Linked DNA regions of Mus musculus: region 2 is linked to region 1. The links are chromatin contacts, called in public Hi-C maps. All regions are on one chromosome and are shown on one strand. Each heading gives the region's core, a stretch centred on a gene start, on an enhancer-like site or on the middle of the called end of the contact. The rest is flanking DNA. Distances are from core to core; before and after follow the strand shown.

Region 1 (4,138 bases), core at 213-2,712:
CAGAGTGGCACTGTGACTTTGTCAGTAACTGAGGTTTATATGTTCATTGTCTGTGTTTTTCTTGAGTGGGGCCATGGAGCAGGGCTCTGCCGGGCGGATTATCATTTTCTGAAGGTAATGAGTTTACCTATCTCTTAGAAAAGAAAGGGAGAGAGGGGTTGGGGGTGGGGGGTGGGGGAGACTTGTGTGAACCTCCTGTGAGCATCGGGAGGCACCGGCTCTGCAGAAATTCAATTTATTCCTCTGCTCCTTTCTAGTCTCCCAGCCAGACTGTTGGCTAGAGCCACTCATCCTGTGTTTTGGAAATCACTGGAAAATCCTCAGCAGAGACCCCATGTGGCACTGCCAGCCTTATCCTGAGGCCTCATCTTCCTTCCCTGTGTGTGGTTATGTTTATGTCCCTCCAGAATGCCCGCCACTTCCCTTTCCTCAGAGCCACTCCCTTCCTCCCTAGAAGTTCTCACTGTCAGGCTCAGTGACACAGGACCACCTGATTAGACTGCTTCACAAAATGTCTAGTTTAGACGGGTGGAAAGAGGGGGAGAGAAAGAGAGAGGGAGTGGGGAGAGAAAGAGTGAAGGGGGGCAGGCAGAGACGGGGGAGGTGAGCAGAGAATCCTACCCATAGGCTGGATTATTGATACAGCTAAGACCATATCCTAGGACCCTCCGAGGGGTTTAGACATTCATCCATTTCATTAAGAAGTTGTTATTTGTTGCTTACAATAAATTCCTGTTACAGGAATGGAGGATGGAGGCAAACATTACTGTGGACATTAAAATTCACAAAAGTTGATGACTTAGCTTAAGTCACATAACATAACATACTGCAAAATAAGTCTGTATTTTAATGTTTTTTGGGGGGTGCTTAGAGCTATTAGCAGGGGTTCTCTTTGCTATCAGATTTCTAGGTTTTTATGCTTAATCTTCATGGCACAGGAGACCCCAAAAGAGGTGCGTTGTGATGATGGGCAATAAGCAAGCTCCTTATTCAATCTAGGAGGCCATATTTCCATCCTATTAACCCCTCAGGAACATGGGAGTTTGACGTTCTACTAGTTTATCCTTTCCTGGAGGTACCAGATCAATGGGGCACAAAGTGAGTCTGTCAAGATACTGCTAAGCAATGATTCATAAACAGGTCAAATAGTCTGTAGTTAGCACATAGCTTGGTTTTGTTTGTTTGTTTTTAATAAATGTGACCCTTGTAGCAGAAAGGGAGCCATCAAGCAGGGGTTGGCGTGGGAAGGTACATAGGACACTCACAGGGCTCCTCTGGCTTTGTCCCCTCACCTCTGTGGCTACTGCCACCCAGGGTTGGGATGATGATGAAATATGTCCCCTCATAGCTCTGACACACGGAGCAACACTCCCTGGCAAAGGCTTGCTTTCCAGAGGTGCAAGCAGCATGCTCTCTGTAGTCCTGTTCAGGAGACTTCCACCTGCTGCCTCATTTCTGGCCAGGATGGAGCAGTGCCAAAGCTCTCTGGGAAATGACCAGTGACCTACTTACCACAGGTGTCCCGATGTATTAAGACTTTCAAAGCTCAAGCTGTCACTTTCCTTATGTATGTATGTATGTATGTATGTATGTATGTATGTATGTATGTATATATGTATATGTGTATGTATGTATGTATGTATGTGTGTATTTAATGCACACATATGCCATCACGTTCCTGTAGACAACCACGGCCAACTTGTAGGTTCTTTCCATCTACCCCCAGGGTCCCAGAGATTGAAATCAGGTTGTCCTGCTTGGTCACAGCTTCCTTTAGCATAACTCATTCATCACATGGACCACGGTAATTTTTATATGGCATACACCTGTGCCTTTCTTTTCCCTCTCTTTTTAATCTAGTAATAAACTTGTGTATGTGTGTGTGTGTGAGTGTGTGTGTATGTGTGAGTATGTGAATATGTGTGTATGTGTGAGTATGTGAGTGTGTGTGTATATGTGTGAGTGTGTGTGTGTATGTGTGGTGTATGTGTGTGTGTGCGTGTGCTCTCGCAGATCCCTGCAGAGACCAGCAGAAGGCACCCGATCCCTTGGAGCTGAGTTACAGGCAGTACTGAGCTGCCCACTGTGGGTGCTGGGAACTGAACTTCCTCAGGAGGAGCAGTCAGAGCTCTTAAGCGCTCAGCCATCTCTCCATCCTCCTAGCTACTTTTAAAAAATGATTTTTGCAAAGATTTTTCTGTTTGACTGAATTCCTCAGTGTCATAATGCAATTTAATATATAAACATTGTTTTGTTTTGTTCTGTTGACTACAGCTTTCAGATTAATCAGTTCTATTCAACTCTCCCATTCTCGTTTTAATTGATTGGCCACTCACTCCAGAAGGCTCTGTTTCTCTTTAAGTGTTTGCATTATATTTAGGACTTTTAGTCTACTGTTTTGTTTTCATATGGAATGAATTTGCTGCTGTTGGTCGTTCTGACTGTCCTTGATGCTCTCTGAAGTGCAAACGTCAGAGTTCTTTGGAAAGTTGTTGGACGGTGTTTTGCTGGAGCAAACACATGCAGGAGTGTTTTCCTGAAGTGGACACAACTGAAAGCACGTTTTGCTAAAGCAGACATGTGAAGGAACATTTTAGTGAAATAGACACAGGTGAAAGGCTAAGGCAGACTTCTGAAAGAACATTTTACTGAAGTAGACACAGGTGAGAATATGTTCTGCTAAAGCAAGCACGAGAAAGGACACGTGATAAAGGATTCTTCGCTAACCACACAAATGTATCCATCTGCCTCATATGCACTGTTGAGTTCCATTTGTCAGGACTTCATAGAGAAACACACACACACACACACACACACACACACACACACACACACACACACACACACAAACTTCTGGTGGTGTGCTGAGGCTTCTTGCTGCTTCCACAGACTCGAGCTGATTGGATTGGCAGAGTGATGTCAGCTCAGACAGGCGCATGTGCTGAGGCAAGACCGGTGAAGTACACGTGAAGTTTGGAGGGAGACTGGACCGACAGTGAAGGGGGTGAAGCTTGGGTTGCTTGTATAGCTTCTTGGTCTCCCTTTGCTGAGAGAGACACAGCAGAGACGTTCTCCTGGTGTCGCTCTTGGTCCCTCCTGCTGACTGGTGCTGACTTGGCTGAGGCCTGGCTGTCTCTGCTAGGTAGCGCCACTGCTGCTGCTACCCTGACACTACTGAACTGAACTGCAGGCATATTCATGAAGTGTCTGCGAGTGGATCAAGCTGCCACTGTGTATCCTTGAACTGAACTGATTTCCTGGCAGTGCAGATGGGATTTGCTCCAAAGAACCATTCCTAAGCAGACCTACCTCCCTCATATCCTTTCTTTTCCACGACCTCTGGTGGGTGGTGGGCTAAAAGGGAGATTAAAACGTTTAAGAGCCATCATTAAAAGTAGGCTTTGAAAAATTAAAGTTACAGCTCTCTTTCCTTGTCATGAACAGAATCTCTGGTGGTGGGTTGAGGTATCCTACTCTCAATGACACAGATGGAGACCTGTCACTCAGGTAGAAGGTATCTTGTCTCTGGCCTGGATCAAGCCACATCTGGATCAGCTTACATCCGGATCCTATACCCCCAAGGACACACACAGGCTTCACAGGAGTCATAACTTCAGGGCCAGCAGCCTCCTGGCATTAGCACCTCCCAACACGGGTGACGTGGCTCTCTTACATCCCACTTCATACAGTGCACATATAGTAACCAGCACAAGTCAGGAGCCAGGGTGCCAGGAATCTCACTGTTGTCACACAGGGCCAAGCAGCCAAGGTACAGGCCCCATCCCTGCTTCACCGGTCTCTTCTTCAGCCTGACTGTTCATCCTGTTATTGGCTCTGGCTACACCTTCCCGCTTACCATTGATCTACTTTGCCTCTTGCGGCTGAAAGAGGGTTCTAATTGTGCCGTGAGACTGAGAAGCCCTCTGCCCACTCTGATTGCATCTCATCCTTTGACCAATGTGTACCAGCATCAGCAACTCTTAGTTCCGTGGTCCACCTGGAATTCTTTGCCTCAGGACCACATGCTCTTTTCAGCCATTCTCTTCCAGTCAAAACACCATTCTCTCACAGGCTTGTTTTCTGATCACTCCATCTTAGTTGCTTCCAACTCCAAGTAACTGATCAATTTTCTTCAGGC
Region 2 (3,828 bases), core at 1,151-3,650, 72 kb after region 1:
TTTGGGGTACACAAAATGCTGTGATTCTCTCTTCTCATCTCAGGGTCCCCAGTGCCAGGGGTACTGTGGTGTCACCTAAGGAAACTTGTAAGATCTTACTTTTTGCTTCTTTTTAATTATTTTCTTTTTGGGTTATACTCTTTGTATGTCCAAATTATATGGCCCTAGCCATTACCATTATACTATCCATTTAACATTCCAGATGACATTGAAAGTAAAAACTTAGTGTTAGTAAGTGTTCATAAACTGGAATGTATAAGGGTTTCTTTTTTGAAGTAAGCTAATATAAAAACCTCTTTCTCAGTGCAAGAACATGGGTTGGCAGGGCACTGAGAAAGCTCTCTATGTGAAGGCTTCCGTTACTCGTCACAAACAGGAGCTGGAATGTTATGTATCTGCTTGTCTTTGTATGTCACAGGCTTTGGTTTACTCTGCTAGGCTGCAGCATCTTTCTCTCCACTCTACTGAAATTGCATAGACAGACATTCACACACACACTCTCTCTCTGCACAGGAGAACATATAGGCATAGAGTATACACACTCTACACAGGCAGACAGGCACACAGGCATGCATGCACACACACTCTGTACAGGAGGACATATAGACATATACTATGTGGACATTCACATGCACACTCTACACAGGCAGGTAGGCAGACAGACAGACAGATACACACACATGCACACACACACACTGCACAGGAGGACATATAGACATATACTATGCACAGATATTCACATGCACACTCTACACAGACAGACGACAGACAGACAGACAGACAGACACACACACACACACACACACACATACACACACACACACACACACACACACACACACACTTCCACATCCCAGGGAGGTACTTCCGGGTTGCCGAGCGCTTTGGCTTCCCCTCAGGAAGACTGTATTTGTTCCTTCAGCTCTTCCCCTCCTCAAGATCTTAGAGCAGTGGATGTGTGTGCAAATTGCCTGCAAGATCTCCTAAGAACATAGGCCCAGGTCACCTTGGCAATAGAGGGACAGACAGGTGCTCTAGTGACATCAGATTCCTTGTGACTCTCATGTATAATCAAGTCTGGAGACTACCAGGTTTGGAGGGCCTCAGCCTTTGATCTGTTTAGGGTTGTTTTTTGTTTTGTTTTGGTTTGGTTTGGTTTGGGTTTTTTTTTTTTTTTTTTTTTTTTTTTTTTTTTTTTTTTTTTTTCCTGAGACAGGGTTTCTCTGTATAGCCCAGGCTGACCTGGAACTCAGAAATCTGCCTGCCTCTGCCTCCCAAGTGCTGAGATTAAAGGTGTGCGCCACCACTGCATGGCTCTTTGATCTGTTTTTTAAAGATAGGCTTTTATTTATGTGTTGGGGGAGGCATTCCAGAGGAGGCCAGAAGAGGGACTCTGATCCCATGAAGCTTGACTCACAGGTGCTGTGAGCCCCGCTCCACCTAGGTGCTCAGGACAGAACCTGGGTCCTCTGCAAGGGCAGCAAGCATTATCAATGGCTGAGCCATCTCTCTAACCCTCAGCCTTTGGCTTCGATCTCCGGGACCATATGCAGCATTTCAGGCAACATCATTATGACTTGCTGAAAGTGCTCATGGTTTGGGGTTTTGTTTTGTTTTGTTTTGTTTTCTTTTGTCTACTTGATTTAAAATTGTTCTTCCATGTCCTCTGGGTTTGCACAAATTAGTTTATTTACAACAGATATACAGAGTGATCGATACACATCACCATGATGAATGTTGTACCCTTCAAATGGTCTCTACTTCAATACACTGTACATGAAGGCCAGGAACTGAAACTGCAGGTTCAGATGACAGGTAGTTTTGGCATGGAGAGGCTTACAGTCAGGTGGCTACAATGTTACATCTCATCTAAACCTCACACATGGTAACTTCAGGTGGCTACAATGTTACATGTCTCACATGTCTCCTTTCTAAATCTCACACATTGCAACTAGGACACACGCTCTGGGACAAGGGGTAGGGGTGGGGTGGGGTGCAGGAATGGGGACCTTTGCTGCCCAGGATTTGGAGTGAAGGCTTAGTAGGGGAGACTCAGAAGAATCAGCCAAGAGCACAGAAGCAGAGATGGTGGCTGGTCCACAGGCAACATCAGAAGAAAGCAATGGGCTGGGGAGGGCAGTAAGTTGTTTGATGTCCTTGCCCATTGTGCCTTGGTTACCACTGATCTACTGACATCAGGGGAGCAAGGGCTTAGAAAGTAGAATAGGAGAGAGGACTCAGGAGGCTATGGTGAAGGAGGGGCCAAGTGAGGACATACAGGACAGCTTGGCAAGGCAAGAGCCTAGCAGAAGGAAGGGCTGGAGCAGCTACGGTGTCCAACGGTGGCACACGGGGCTTTTCATCAGTAGCTCCGGCATTACAGGTGCTAGAGCAGTGGGAACACACTGCTGACGTCATCCTCGGCTGAGAAAGAGAAGGCAGGGGGCTGCAGAAAAGCAGAGCTCAGGGTGTGAGCCGAAGTGAACATGAGGCTGGGCAGAAGAGAGGACGCCAAACACAGAGAGAAGAGACTTTGCTCACAGAAGCAAATGACCTTCCTTTTCTCCAGCTAAGATTTGCCTTATAAAACGGGACTGTGGCTGCCTGGTGACTGGCTAACCCTGGAAGATGGATGGTGCTACCACACCACATCTAAGAACTTTGTTTTGTAACAACGAAGCCGCAGAGTTTGCTAATGAGGAGATTCTAAGTTTATAAAGCTGTCCAATCATCACTTTGAGAGCAGGCGGGCTTGGCTCATCTGTAGCCTGTGCAAACACACTGGTTCAGCATCTACAGAAAACCCTCAGACTGCTGACGGAAACCAGCCCCAAGGAGCTTCCCAGTAGGAGCAGGACTAGAGGACCCAGGCCGCAGGGCACCTGGAAGGAGCCAGCCAGAACCATGGGCTCACATGGGCTCTTGTGAGGAAGCAGTGCAATTCCAGAGGAGACATGGCGGCTGACAGAAAGACCCTGATGTTGCTAAGATACGCAATCCTAAAGGAATGCTGAGAGAGACTAGGGAGAAACCCTGCTTTTTAGAATAAGGAAGACATGCTGGGAGCTGAAGGCTTAAGTCAGGTGGGAGAGGGGGAATGGGAGAGCAGAGAGCTCTAGGACAGGGTTGGCCAAAATTAAGACTCTGTGAAAACATTTATGGAAGCCTACTACTTGCTAAGCTATTAAAAATAAGATTCTTTTTAGAAGAAGCTTGAACTGAGGTACCTTGCATAGATGGACAGTCTTTCCCCAGATAACACAGGTCATTAAGAAAAAAATCTCAGTACCAGGCATGGGGCACTTCCCTATGAGGTATTGGATAGTGAGGCCCAGGGGGCCCTCTGACAACACTGATTGTGGCCAGTGCTCCTGGCTGCCTACCATAATGACACAGCAAGACCCTACTGCTGAGGACACAACACATGTTGGCTGCAGGACATAGAGAAATCAAACTGGAACTGTACTGGGAACTTCCTTGGTACAAGCTGGCTTTCCTAGCATTAGAATGTGCTATAGAGGCCCCCAGGAGAGAAAGGTATTCAGTGGACATTCCCAATGGTGGACCTGTATACTATAATATAAACATTCAGGCAACATGTGCCGAGGGGTGCAATAGTGGGGTGACTTATGGAGGTCACCAAAGGCTTTCTAATGGATCTGAGACCTGTTCCACAGGAGGGGATTTATACATTATACTATAGACCTGAGTAAAAGCTTACCACTCATAACATCAAAGGCCCCAAGAGAGGACCTACCATTGTCGTTTTGCTACATGGATACGCTACCAAACTCCAGGCTAAATACTTATGTTTATACCTATAGATTA

What was found. Hi-C and Micro-C count contacts between places; a contact is called where the count stands out from the background.
Region 2: a Hi-C map of cerebellum shows a contact between it and region 1, with 2.7 times the contacts expected there. The contact joins two enhancer-like sites. A contact is called at or near these places in 1 of 15 datasets of contacts at CTCF or cohesin (the NIH/3T3 cell line), 7 of 484 Hi-C or Micro-C datasets (cerebellar granule neurons, cerebellum, cerebral cortex and 3 more) and 1 of 9 other capture datasets (embryonic stem cells).

Annotation. Positions count from the first base shown.
Region 1 is chr1:178,991,274-178,995,411 of GRCm38.p6, forward strand. All of the region lies in intron 10 of Smyd3 (SET and MYND domain containing 3), which reads right to left. Among named protein-coding and RNA genes, the nearest start is that of Gm46249, 220 kb to the left of the region's middle. Within about 2 kb of position 1,463, at least 20 of the 459 cell types and tissues checked have an H3K27ac peak or open chromatin away from gene starts, as enhancers often do. A contact at or near this core is called in cerebellar granule neurons and cerebellum, where this site is marked.
Region 2 is chr1:179,062,416-179,066,243 of GRCm38.p6, forward strand. The region is part of intron 8 of Smyd3 (SET and MYND domain containing 3); the gene reads right to left. Among named protein-coding and RNA genes, the nearest start is that of Gm31349, 260 kb to the right of the region's middle. Within about 2 kb of position 2,401, at least 14 of the 459 cell types and tissues checked have an H3K27ac peak or open chromatin away from gene starts, as enhancers often do. A contact at or near this core is called in cerebellar granule neurons and cerebellum, where this site is marked.